Linked DNA regions of Rattus norvegicus: region 1 is linked to region 2. A link is a contact called in public Hi-C data. All regions are on one chromosome and are shown on one strand. Each heading gives the region's core, a stretch centred on a gene start, on an enhancer-like site or on the middle of the called end of the contact. The rest is flanking DNA. Distances are from core to core; before and after follow the strand shown. Region 1 holds the start of Zfp91 (zinc finger protein 91). Region 2 holds the start of Fam111a (FAM111 trypsin like peptidase A).

What was found. A called contact is a pair of places that touch in the nucleus more often than the background predicts.
Region 1: a Hi-C map of liver shows a contact between it and region 2, with 3 times the contacts expected there. The contact joins the promoter of Zfp91 here to the promoter of Fam111a in region 2. A contact is called at or near these places in 2 of 12 Hi-C or Micro-C datasets (liver and psoas muscle) and 1 of 1 datasets of contacts at active chromatin or transcription factors (oligodendrocytes).

Annotation. Positions count from the first base shown.
Region 1 is chr1:219,348,836-219,355,269 of GRCr8, reverse strand. Zfp91 (zinc finger protein 91) reads left to right here and starts at 2,852. Exons shown (of 11, transcript NM_001169120.1): 1 at 2,852-3,228. The coding sequence starts at 2,888. It also overlaps a transcript of Lpxn not described here.
Region 2 is chr1:219,063,444-219,070,051 of GRCr8, reverse strand. It overlaps Fam111a (FAM111 trypsin like peptidase A), which reads right to left and starts at 4,413. Exons shown (of 3, transcript NM_001109163.1): 1 at 4,358-4,413.

The DNA.
Region 1 (6,434 bases), core at 1,603-4,102, 290 kb before region 2:
CTCCTTTTTCTTCCTTCTCTTCCTTTTTCTGTAAAACTAGTGGACCATAGGCTCCTTTCTTAAAATTTCTGCCTAAATAGCATCAACTTCATTTCACTATCTGTACTTACTTAGAAATCAAGCTCACTTCATTTCCCAAACTGTGATTTTTAAAAGCAAACCTTTTAAAAATTGTGTGGGTGAATGTATAGGCATTCTCGAGTTGTAAGAGTAAAGTCAACTCTCTCCTTCAACCACCTGGGTCCCACAGATCAAACTCTTCAGACTTTTTATTAGCAACGTGACTTTATCTGCTAAGCAATCTCACTGGCCCAAATTATAAATTCTTTAAAGTTGAATAAAAGTAGGTTCATGTTTGAATTCTCTGGTCCAGTTATCCAAAATGCAAACATTTATAGGAAAAGGAAGAATCAATTCAGAAGATTTAAGATTCTAGGTATTAAGCCTCCAGAATTTGAAATACAATGCCTTGTAACAGTTTCTCCAGAAAGGTGAGAAAGGTCGGCTTTTTTAATCTTATTGTGCCTTTGTTCATCTCAAAAGGAAAAACACATTTACAACAGGCCCACCTACAGAAGGCAGTATGTAAAAATCTACACTATATAATTATGACCTGTGAAATGGGTTTTGTCCAGGTGTTTACCAGTATATAAACAGGCACAGGGAGTAGTAACTGGCTAAAAGGACAGGATAAAGAGAGAGTTTTGTTACTTAATACAAAATCAGTTTACTTTAATATGTAATCTTGCTTCTGAAGTGCAGTGACCATCTTTTAAAAGGAACAAGTCATTCGTTTTACTAAGACCTTTTTTAAGAGGCTAGTTTTTTGTATTACTGTAAGCAGCCATTGGATGTCAGTGCTGTTCCAAACGTGCTCATTGCAAAGAACTGCAAAAAATTATTCCTATTGACACTGTCGGTTTTTACAACTGAAAAGGACACTAATCCTTTGAAAGTGCAAAACTCAGTAAAGACTATAAAGCATTTGCCTTATGTGTGTGGCAAATGAATCAGATTCTGAGAGGTAAAAGAAAGAAAGAAGAGAGAGAGAGAGAGAGAGAGAGAGAGAAAGAAAAGAAAAATGAACTAAAATTTAATGGCTAATGTAAAATTCAAAATTAGATTTCCAAACTTTGCATCTACCCATCCTCCTTTGTAGCATTTAACTTAAGACGTTTCCATCTTCGAAGAGTAAGGAGTCTCCTTGAAAGTTGTTTCCTGATTACAACGCGTAAAAAGCAAACTAAAGAATGCAAACAAAGGTTAAGAAATGCCTACAAACGTGTTAAGAGGGAAAAAAACCACAAGAGTCTGCATTACCACCAGCTGCGGTTTGAACAATTGGAAAGCCCCCTTTACTCATCAGGAAGGTACTTAGCTGCAAACGCTAGACAGAGCTGCTATTATGACTGTGCTTCCTGTGCTGCAGAAACATCTACAAACCGCAAAGGCATGCAGCCTCTGGGCGGAGAACGTGACGGACCGCTAGCTTCTCCACAAAAATCACTGGGAGTCACGCTAATCGCCTCTCCAGCTTCATCTCAGGGACCACAGTCAACGCCAATTCCAAGACGCCTTATTCCTACTAGGAAACCACTTTACAATCAGTCCTACATGTTTTATTAAAATTGAATTCACAGAGGCATAACGAGTCCATGATCTCCAGGACCTAACGAGTGAAAGGCTCAACACAAGATGGAGGAATGAAAACGAACGTAGCAGGTCGTAGAAGCCTCAAATGAACAAACCGAAGTAAGTAAAGACTATGACAAGGGCACTTCAGAGCACTTACACAAAAAGATTAACAGTAGAAGCAGAATTCTCTCCCAAGCACCCCTAACCTATAATTGGCTCAATATTTGTGCCAGATCTACGCAGGCGTCCCGGCCTAACCCGGAAGCAATGCCTCGCCGAACCGTAAACTCGGACCGGGAAAAGCTCCCAGCCTTCCTTCTGCCTCTAGTTTCCCATAATTTCCCTAGAAACACAGACTAAAAAGGACTACGTCCCCCAGAATGCCCTTAGCGAAGTTGGCCTTGCGCATGCGCCTCAAAACTATCCCGCGCAGTCTCCTCAACCCCGCCTCTATCCTATCGCCGCCATTTTTGGGGACTTTCATCCGGCAACGGACAGGGCCTTTTTTTCTTAAAGGAGAAGCTGCAACGCAAATAATTTACCACTTCTCCCCTCAAGAGCTGGCGGCGCTGGGGACAGAAAAGCCAGAGCAGGAAGGTGGGGGTCCGAGTGGAGGCGGGATAACGTCCAGGCTACTTCTTAGGCTAGTAAGAACCCTTGAGGGAACAGCGGTGCCTCCGGGAGGCAGGTGCGCGCGCAGCCGGCAGGGGGTTGCGCGCGAGGCTGGGAAAGGTGCGTTTTGTCCTCGCCACCGCCCTCGTCAGCCCTGTCCCTCCCACCGCCCCTAGCTTGATCTGAACTCCAGAGGTGGGGGGGGATAAAAAGGTCACTTTGGGATTGTCGCGAGACGCAGCCGTTTAACGGTGAGAACGGGCGCGCGGGGAAGGAAACCTCGCGCTCTCCCTCAGAGCCGTTTCCTGATTGGTTGAAGGAAGGGGTGGGGGAGGGCACCGAGTGCGCTGCTGCGTGTGAGAACACGAGGGGCTGGGCCGGGGAGCCGATCCTTCTCCCCGATTGGCTCGCTGCGTGTCTGTACGGGTGCGCGCGTGCGCGCCGCCGGCGGTCGCGAGCTTGAGTGGCAGGGGGCGGGTGGGGGGGCGCCCTCGGAACGGGCGGAGGGGCGGGGGGAGAGAGGCGCTCCGGAGTGAGGGAGCCGGACGCTCCGGGAGCCGAGGGGGGCGGGGGGAGCTGCGCCGGGGGCGCCGCCGCCTCCACCGCCTGGGACGCAGGGGTGGGGGACGGACGAGCCCCGATGCCGGGGGAGACGGAGGAGCCGCGATCCCCGGAGCAGCAGGACCAGGAAGGGGGCCCGGCAGCGGCGGCCGACGCGGCTTCGGACGAGCTCCGGTCCGGCGTGGCGGCGGCGGCGAAGCCTGCAGAGACTGCGAGCAGCCGCGTGCTGAGAGGAGGTCGGGATCGCGGCCGGACCGCTGCGGCCGCCGCCGCCGCCGCTGTGTCCCGCCGGAGAAAGGCCGAGTATCCCCGCCGGCGGAGGAGCAGCCCCAGCAACAGGCCTCCCGACGGCCACGGGCATCAGCCCGCGGCCGCGAAGCCCCCGTCTCCTGCTCAGGGCAAGAAGAGTCCGCGACTCCAGTGAGTAACAGTCTTTGAAGCGTTGGGGAAGACCCCCCTCTAGTTCTTACACTACCCTCCCGGCTCCCGTAGCGCTCGCTCCACGTGACACCCTGCTTGCTCTGCCCCCTGCCGGCTCTGCACGCCAGATGTCACGGCGCTGGCGGCCAGGCTCCCGCTGCTTCGCAGCCTGTGGCCGCCAGCCCACGCCCGAAGTAGCCCTGTGCAGGCTGCACGCCCTCTGCCTCCCGCCTACTCAGTCCTCACTCTGGCTTCTGCGCCCCCTTTGTCAACCTATCGCTTCCAGTGTTACCTCTCATACCCGTTAGGAAATCAGCCGCACCATTACTAGCCCTGAAGAGTGTTTTTACTTGTTATTAACTTACCTTTGAGCCACTTACAAGGTAGCCTTTCTCGCCCTTCTAAGTGGTCAGGTTCATTTGTATGGTCATGGTGGAAACACGGCTGTGCCAAATACAAGTATATTAACTACATGTATAGTTCTTTGTACGAGTGTGTGAACTTTTTCTTTATGAGTATATTTTAACGTAGGTACTTACTCTTAAAATTACATTGATATGAATTATTACTTTGAACTAATTAGAGGCCCTTAACAGATGGCCAGGAGCGTAAATATTTTTAATTGCTCATTAGAGTAATACTTAAGAATAGTTAAGTTCATGAGTTTCTAAGTCAGACGTTTTAATCAAATTAGCTATTCACTGTTGCGAATATTATGTCATTTGATTTACAAGTGGAGAAAAGAAAATAAAAACAGGGACTTCGGTTTCAGATAACCTGTAACCTCCCAGAAGAAAGAGTGCAAGAGCTTGGCTTACCTTAGACCTAGGAAATTTTTAAAGCTTAGAAACAAGCTTGCTCCAGAATTAAATCTGTGACTTGGAACAGTTGCATAAGAAGCCTCAGGAATAAAAGCCAAATGTATCATATTTTGCTACTAGAGTCTTTTCCCCGGTTTTGAATGTGATTTAAGTTAACAAAGTTAACTTCTATAAGAAAACTTAGGAACTATAGTTCTATGAAAAGTAAAAGTCTCCTTACAAAGTTTTAAGCCGAATTGAAAATTGTAACTGCTGTATGTACATTTTTAGAAAAATCTTAATGTACTTAATCTCACAAATTTGAAAATATGTAAATCATTATTCTTACTTGGGCATAAATTCCTTAGGGAAAATCTTTAACCTATGTGTCCTTCAGTTTCTTCTCTGTACACAGTTATACAATACAACGAATAATCTATATGGTCAGAGTTTGTGCGTATTAAATATATTGTGCAGCCATTTCACACAGTGTCTTACACATTAAAATACTAAATTCAACTTGTTCTTTGAGGAGTGGTAGCCAGAGGCAGGAGTACTTTATAGTGGTATTTTTGTGTAGGTTTTGTAAAGTTTTGTGGTTTTATATTATTTTACATAAAGCTGCCACTTGAGAATTATTTAAGTACATCAGAATCAAGTTAAATTATACATAGAATGGTGTTTAGCTTTTTCCTACATGGTAGGAAATACTAATGGACCTTGAAGCCTACAATGTAATTGTGGAAGCAGTTGATCTTGGATGAATATGATTACTTGTATTAATTTTTTTAATCACAGTTGTCCTTGTGAAGAAAAAGCAATCTTAATGTTTCTTCACATCTAGTACTATCAATAGTTATGATCTTTACTTTATTTTGCCTTCAGATTTATCCCTTGTTCATGTATTTAAGATTATACCATTTTACCAGATTCTTAAAATTTTCATCATTTTTATTGCACATTTTTACTTATCAGCAGCCCACAAATCAGATAGATCTCAATACATTCTAGCTTTGCAGTCCTTGTTTGAAAAGTAACTAGGGCTAGTACTGTTAACTCCTCTAGGCAGTACAGCACTAAATTAGATCTGGCCTTGTCTTCAAGGACGTTGGTAAGGAAGGAAACGTTGATTAGCACTCATTAATTAAACTTGTGCACATGGTTTGCAGATGTTCTGTAACAATTTTTTTTTAAACTATGCAGGACATTTAATTGCAACAGAGTATGACATGTACATTAAGCAACAAGTTCAATCTTTGAAAGATGAAAAACAGACTAACATTATTTGACATCCTTAAAGCATGGCATTTACCCAATATTTCAGAATATTGATACTCAAAGTTTGGTTCAAGATCAGTGACACTGGGAAGAACACAGGAAACTTACAACTTGACTTTGCATATATGGATCACCTGGATTTTTTTCTGCATGCAGTCTTAATGTAATGGATGTTTCACTGTCCTTTATTTAGGGATCTAATCTATGCCTGGCGGGACAATGAACTTTTAAAATTTATATTCTATTTATCCTTTGAGACATGCAGTTTTGGGTGTCAGTGTACTGAACTCTGACCTTGATTAAGCTCTTCCAAATAAAATGACATTTAGAAGGGAGATGAGAAATGTAATTATTAAATTATTATAATAAATGTGTTCTTTTCAGATCCTTTTCCCTCCCTAGTTTTTCATCCACTTTCCCTATCCCTGCTTTTTTACCTACAAAGTTCCTGTGACCTATTAACCTGTATTTGTTTCTTCCAATTAAAGAAATAGCCAAATATACAAAATCATTTAAAATATCAAAAACATAGGTTTAGATTAACTAAAATTTGTGTTATTAATGGACGACATTATATAGTGGAGAAAAGCTTGAACTTTATGTTCGGGCTGAAAATTTGATGTCTCAGCTTGTATTGTTCATTGGCTTAGTGACCATCATGAGCAAGTCACTAGCATCTTAGAGCTATTTCCTCTTGTAGATATTTTGAGTTTGTGGCAAGAGCTTTACAGCTGAATAATCAGTTATACTTTCATAAATTTGACTCTTGACATTTTTGAGAACAGATATGAATGCAAGAAAATAAAAATTGCAGGAAAAATATTCAGGAGAAAGGCTAAATTAACAATAATTATTATTATTATTGTTAATTAATAATCCTTGATGCATTATACACGAAGATCTAGATAGCTAGTAGTTAGGAAGTTAGATCCAATTGTATGAAGTGGATGTGTTTGTGTTATTCAAGAATTAAGCTCATCGTTTGCTGTATTCTCGTTAGGATCCTCATTTCTTGAGGATATGCTTCAAGAAATGGGATAGTATAATAGTTTGAAGGTTGAGGATGTAATTTTTTCCCCTTTGGCTTATTTCTTATGTTTTTTGTTTTTCTCTTTTGGTTCCTTTGTT
Region 2 (6,608 bases), core at 3,164-5,663:
CAAATGGGCCAAGCACACTACAGAATCAATGAACATGGCTTCACAGGGGCTCACAGAGACTGAACCACCAAGCAGAGAGTGTTCATGGGACAGACCTAGGCTTCCCAGCATATATATTATAGTTGTATAGCTCGGTCTTCATGTAGGACTCCCAACAGTGATAGCAGGAGCTGTCTCTGTGCTGTCTGACTTCGGGACCCTTTTCTACTATTGGGCTGCCTTGTGTAACCTCAGTAGGAGAGGATACTAGTTGTACTACAACTTGATATGCCAGGGTCAGTTGATGCTCATGGTAGGCTTCCCCTTTTCTGAAGAGAAAAGGAGGAGAAATAGATGGGGAATGAAAGGGAGAGGAGGTAAGGAGGAAGGACTTGGAAAAGAGCAGGTTTGTGAGCCTGTGTCAGCGATGCAAAATTAATTAATTACTTGATTATTAATTTATTTAATTAAAATAAATAAAAAGTAAGACCTGAAACACTGGTCAGGGGAGATGAATTGGGTGGGTCCTGGGTCCTTTCTTTCCCCTTCATCTTGGCATCTTGGCATTGCTTGTCCAAGGACAGTAACATTGCAAGCAGATAATTTATCTGCCAAGATAATCACCCAAGTAAGGAGAGCAGAGTACCCCCTGTCCCACGAGCATGTCTCGCACTGTACCAAACACTGTATACCAAACACAAATCATCTGTATTAGCTAACCCCCACCACTGCCACAGAAAGCAGGTTCTATAAAGACTTCGTTTTGGGGAAAGGGTATTCTTGACAAGGGCAATGATGCATCCAAACCCACAGACAGAAGCAAACGGAGAACTCAAATGCCAAACCTGCAAAAAGGGTTTGCAGCTTGGAAATTCAAAAATAAGTTCTACTTCCAACTTAAAATCTGCTGTTTGTTTAGCATGGAGATGATAAGGTCAGGCAAAGAGGCATGAAGATTCCTGAATAGTGCCCTGAAAACAAAAGAAATTGGTAAGAAATATCAAAAAGTAATATGGAAAGTTTGTCCAAGATGACAAGGGCATTAGTTACTGTTTTAGGTCCTTTGTTTGAAGTAGCATTTCCTCCTGCTGTCTCAGCAAGAGAAAAAATTAGTTTAAATGCAATACTGAGGCCTCCAATGATGGGAGAGTTTCTGACTCTGTTGCCTGCCTTTGGGGCCCTTCTAGAGCTAAGAATCACTAGGCCATACACCATGAAGGAGAACAAGCCCATGCTTCTTCAGTATGTCACCGTCAGAGCAATGCCTAGCACATGGCAGATCCTAACACTTCAGTTATGTAGGCACATTTGAGGAATGAGTGGTGTAGGCAGTGACCTGATTTCCATAAGCTGCATCAGATAGTTCTCAAAAGCTTGCTTAAAAAGCTTGAGTTCGGGGCTGGGGATTTAGCTCAGTGGTAGAGCTCTTACCTAGGAAGCGCAAGGCCCTGGGTTCGGTCCCCAGCTCCAAAAAATTGGGGATTTAGCTCAGTGGTAGAGCGCTTGCCTAGCGAGCGCAAGGCCCTGGGTTCGGTCCCCAGCTCCGGAAAAAAAAAAAAGGAAAAAAAAAAAAGCTTGAGTTCATACATGGACTGACCCTGGGCTCCAACCTCATGGGTAGCAATGAATAGCCTAGTAAGAGCACCAGTGGAAGGGGAAGCCCTTGGTCCTGCCAAGACTGAACCCCCAGTGAACGTGATTGTTGGGGGGAGGGCAGTAATGGGGGAAGGATAGGGGAACACCCATATAGAAGGGGAGAGGGAGGAGCTAGGGGGATGTTGGCCCAGAAACCGGGAAAAGGAATAACAATCGAAATGTAAGTAAGAAATACCCAATTTAATAAAGATGAAGAAAAAAAAAAAACCTTGAGTTCTTTCTATAGAGCTTGGACTACTTTCTTTCAACAAGCATTTTGGAGAATTTATATTTACATTATTTTCTAACCAAAAAGACAGGGAGGTGGTTCTACAAATTAGGAACATTTCCTTGTACACTTACAATGCCAATTTATTCACATCAAAATGCAACCAAGATACAGACATCACCTTAACGTGTTTTTTTTTTTTTCCTTTTAAAGCCTGTCTTGTTTTGTAGCCCAAGATGACCTCAAACTGGCCTTCCTCCAGCCTCACCCTCCTCAGAGCAAGTGGATGCAAGTGAGCACACCACATCCAATTTAATTATGCATTTTCTCCCCCCCACCCCCCGGAGCTGGGGACCAAACCCAGGGCCTTGTGCTTCTTAGGCAAGCGCTCTACCACTGAGCTAAATCCCCAACCCCTTTAATTATGCATTTTCACTCGGTTTCCACAGAGAAAGTGATCAGAAGAAAATAGAAAGGCTGTCTGTAGACAGTCACCCATGGCTTGCTGCTTTTCTCTATGTGTAATTGAAGCACCTACCCAGGGGGAGCCATCTAAAGACTGTTTCCATGACCTTAACCCCTCCATTGTCCATGACCTCCTTTGTGGAACCTGAGTCCTTGATTTCTACCAGTAACTGCTGCTAATGAACTGTTAAGGAAGTCTACTAGTCTCCCTGGACCTATTTTCCTGTTTGTGAGAAGCGGAAGCAACTGAAAATATGGCAGGAATGTCCTATGAGAACATGCACAGCACAGTGAGTGCCAAGAACAGGGCTCAGCTCAGGCAGCCATTTTGAGACCCCATGGACCTGGGCATACTGTGTATTTTCTGCCTCTTCCTCACCCTAAAAGGAGTGGCAGAGTCATCCTCAACTGCTGTGAAGATTGAAGAATATGTAATGCAGGTAAAGTCTTCAGACAGCAGCCATGTGTGAAAGACTGCTCAGAGAACATTCCCGCTAGGTTCAGTGCCAATACTTAACCAGAGGGACACTCCTCGGAATGTAGGAAATGAAAGTGCACAAGTACTTGAGGAACTGGTCTGGATTATGTGACCGCGGCAGGCAGATAATTGTTCAACCAGAAAAGCAATTTGAGGTTCCCTGTCTGTTGATGCTTCATAGTATAAAACATAAAAGTTAGCAGCAAGAAATATGGATTTTGCAGTTCACTGGCACTTGCTTTAACAATTCTGAATCATTCCATATGTTGCCCACACAAACGATTTTCAGAATCCATGCTGAGTCACACTCTATTAAAGCATGGAGGAGGATCAGGAGTCCCAATGTCCACAGCCAGCCTCATGAGACTTTCTCTCAAAAAAAGTCAAACAACAACAACAAATCCAAGACATATAAATTAGAGAAAAGAATCCTCGCTATATGACGGGTATTTGGAAGTTCATTGTATGATGCCCTCCTGCCTCCACTCCTTCTTGCCTTTTCCGTTAGAATGGTGTGAATACAAATTCCTCAGAGTATACCAACCCACTCTATAGTTTGAGAAGGCAAAGTCTACTAAGCTAATTACATCTGCTACCTTCCTTCAGGAGAACAATACAACAATACAGACTGTATGAAAATTCCCATCCTCAGCCTCTCTGAGAGCTCCCTGGACTTGCTTTCTCCATCTTCTTCCCCTTTCTCTTGCCTCCTTTTTCTTTCCCCTGGCCTTTCTCGCTCTTCTTTCCTATTTCTGAATAACTTCCCCACCCGCTATGTTTCCGTGCGTTCAGCACACACATCCCCCCTCCTTATTGCCAAAAAACTTCCTCCCCAGCCCTTTGTGTCCCTCTCTCTCCCTCCTTCACTTCTCCCTCCCTTAAAGGCTCTTTTTTAATTTTTAATTCTGGCTAGCCATGTGCACATTCTGCCCACTTACTTTTCTCTCAGAGAGGTCTTCCAGAGGTAAAGACCACAGTTGATCTAAGCCTCTTCCTACACTACCATGCCATTAGCATTCTGAGGCAAGAAAAACTCACTGAAAACAACCCTGGGCTCCCTGGGCCCTTCAAATGGATAGCACTTCTGCCTCTGCCCCAAGGGCTTTTCAGCACTGGAGTTCCCCCACAGCAGCAGTGTGCCTCAGATTTCACCCACTCTTCTGAGTATCACAGTTTGCTTATAGACCTGCCACCTTCCCTGGCTCACAGCCACGACCTGCTATACTTGAGCCCAACATCTAGCATTAAGTCTGGTTTTATTGAGGAAACCGTCACAATGCCCTTAAAGGACACTAAAGATGACTGGTACTTTCTAGACCTCAGCAGAACATACTGGATTATGTTGATAGAAACATAGAGGCAATTTAGGTTGATGTATTAACCACCTACTTGAAAATGTATGGCTTCCACTCTGCATGCTAGGTAAGCCTGAGAAAGAAATTAGTATTTGTCACTTACTCTGTGTATTTTTATTCCAAAATGAAACAGACTCGACAAATGTATTGGTGAATATTTGCTGCTCCCAACATTCTGGCTTGAAGAAATTCATCTTAAAGTGGCTTTTTACTTACCAGATCTTTCCACACTGGCACCTTCTCTCCAGCCGCTAGAATCCCGCGTCTTTTTGAAAAAACAGAACCAGAAGATCATTTAACCGCTTCGTTTAGGGGGCGGAGAGACTGCGGATTGGTCCCTGGGCTGAACAGCAAAAGCTGTGCTTCAGTCATTGGCTGCATTCAGAGCGCGGTCCCGACCACAGCAAGTGCTGAGTGCTTCCCCTCTAGTCTCTAAGGGCGGGCGGCAGAGTCAACGAGGACCGCCCACTGAGTGGGTGTGGACCTCTACTCTCCACCGATCTTCTCTTAAGAGCCTCCTCAAATTAGGTATGTTAACCCGACTCTGGAAAACGGAGGAGCCAGGACCCGATGTGGGTTTCCTGCCTGGTTTCAGACAAGTCCAGGATTTTCTGCCACTTGAACTAAGCAAGAGAGACCTGGCAGCCGGTTAGTGCAGTGCCCTCTGGCTGCAGACAGAGCGCTGGGAGGACTCTGGGCCTTTCTAGGGAGTAACATACCTACAGCAGACCAGCTTCAGTACTTGAACAAATCAGGAAGACACTGCAAATCGTTTTTCAAAAATTTATTATTTATTTGTGTGTATTATGGGTATGTCGGTGCGTGCCACATGTCACAACTTTCAAGAATTCAGGTTCTTACCTACCGTGTGAGTCTCCTGGCTCAAACTCAGTCAGACTTGGCATCAGGTGCTAAGTCATTTTGATGACATAATGAATGGATTGTCCAGATGTGCATCATTGGGAGTAAATGTTTTCTACCCATAAAGACAGTGTCCACTCCAGAAATATGAACCGTAATTTTTAAAATAGGAGGAAGAGGAGGAGGGAGGGAGGGAGACAATCAGGGATGGGGGGGAGACAACTGTTCTAGGGCAAGATGGAGGATGTTTAGGCCAGGCTAGAGAACTAGGGCAGTGGAAGCTCCCAGGAATCTATGGGGTGACCCTAGCAATGGCAGATACAGAGCTTGAACCAGCCATCTTCTGTAACTGGGCAAGAATTCCCAGTTTGGGACACTAAGCTAGCCACAAAGCATTCTACCTATAATTGGTCCTGCCTATAAGATAGGCTGGGGTAAAAGTGGTGCAAAAATTGTGGGAGTGGCCGGACAATGACTGTTTACATCTCTGAAGGGAGAAATTCATACTTTCGAGTCAGTCAGAACACATAAAGTCCTGCATCTGATAATCACTTATTCTATGGGCACTTAAAAAAGTGAGCAGAAAGTAATAGACACTGTAATGCTCACAGGCTTGTACACAAATGGAAAGGACCCACAGGCTAAGAAAACATTCCATCTCTCTCACAAGTCATTTCCAGCATCTGTCCTGAATCACATTATATTAAAATACTATGTGACACCCAGCCAGCCCATTTTAGAGATGGCAAAACCGATGCTACACTACTGACTTGAATGAAGTACTTGCTTTCCCAACTCCATCTTTTCTCTTCCTCTGTTCTTCCTTCCCCACTTCTTGCTCATCCCTCATTTTCTTTCCTCCCCATTTATTCCCACCTTCTTTACTTCTTATTCTCTCTTAAGTCAAATTTTGTTTAAGCTATCCATATCTTCCTCTCACTTTATCACAGTTGACCTAAGCCTGTTTCCAGCCCACCACCTGGCTCTTTCCAACACACAACAGCACAAGAAGCAGCTACTGCAAATAAGCTTGTATGTGTGGGCTATCTGAATGGGTGGCAGTGTATCCACGGGAGACACAGGACAGTATAACTCAATGAAAGTCACATTAAGAGTCCATTATTTGCTAACAAGTGAGAGCAGGTTTCTAGTCCCTGGGATAGAATGTTTCTGGAGGGCTAACCTTCCTCCTCCTAGCTCATCCATTTTCTGCCTGCAGCCACAGATGACATTGCAGTACCTGCTGCCTGGACTTTCCTGCCTAGTCCTGGTGGCAGGGAATCCTTGGACCTGCCTGAAGCCAGGCAAGAACCCTCCACTGAGTCTAGCTATTCGTGGGTAAATGTTTCTGCAATGCAAAATGCTGGCCCTGCCTGTAAAAGAAATTAGTATTGCCATGCTGTATATTTTCGTTCTGAAATAAAATACAGTCAAGAAAACACATTTGTGAATATTTGTCGCACACAACATTCAAACACAGGGAAATGAATCTGAAGTGTTTCTCATAAAGTGACTGAGAGGACTTGGATCATTGGAGGACAAACACATGCTTGTTTAAAGGTTGATGGTGGTATGGGGGTCACCAGGTGTGCTTTTCTAAGCTTAC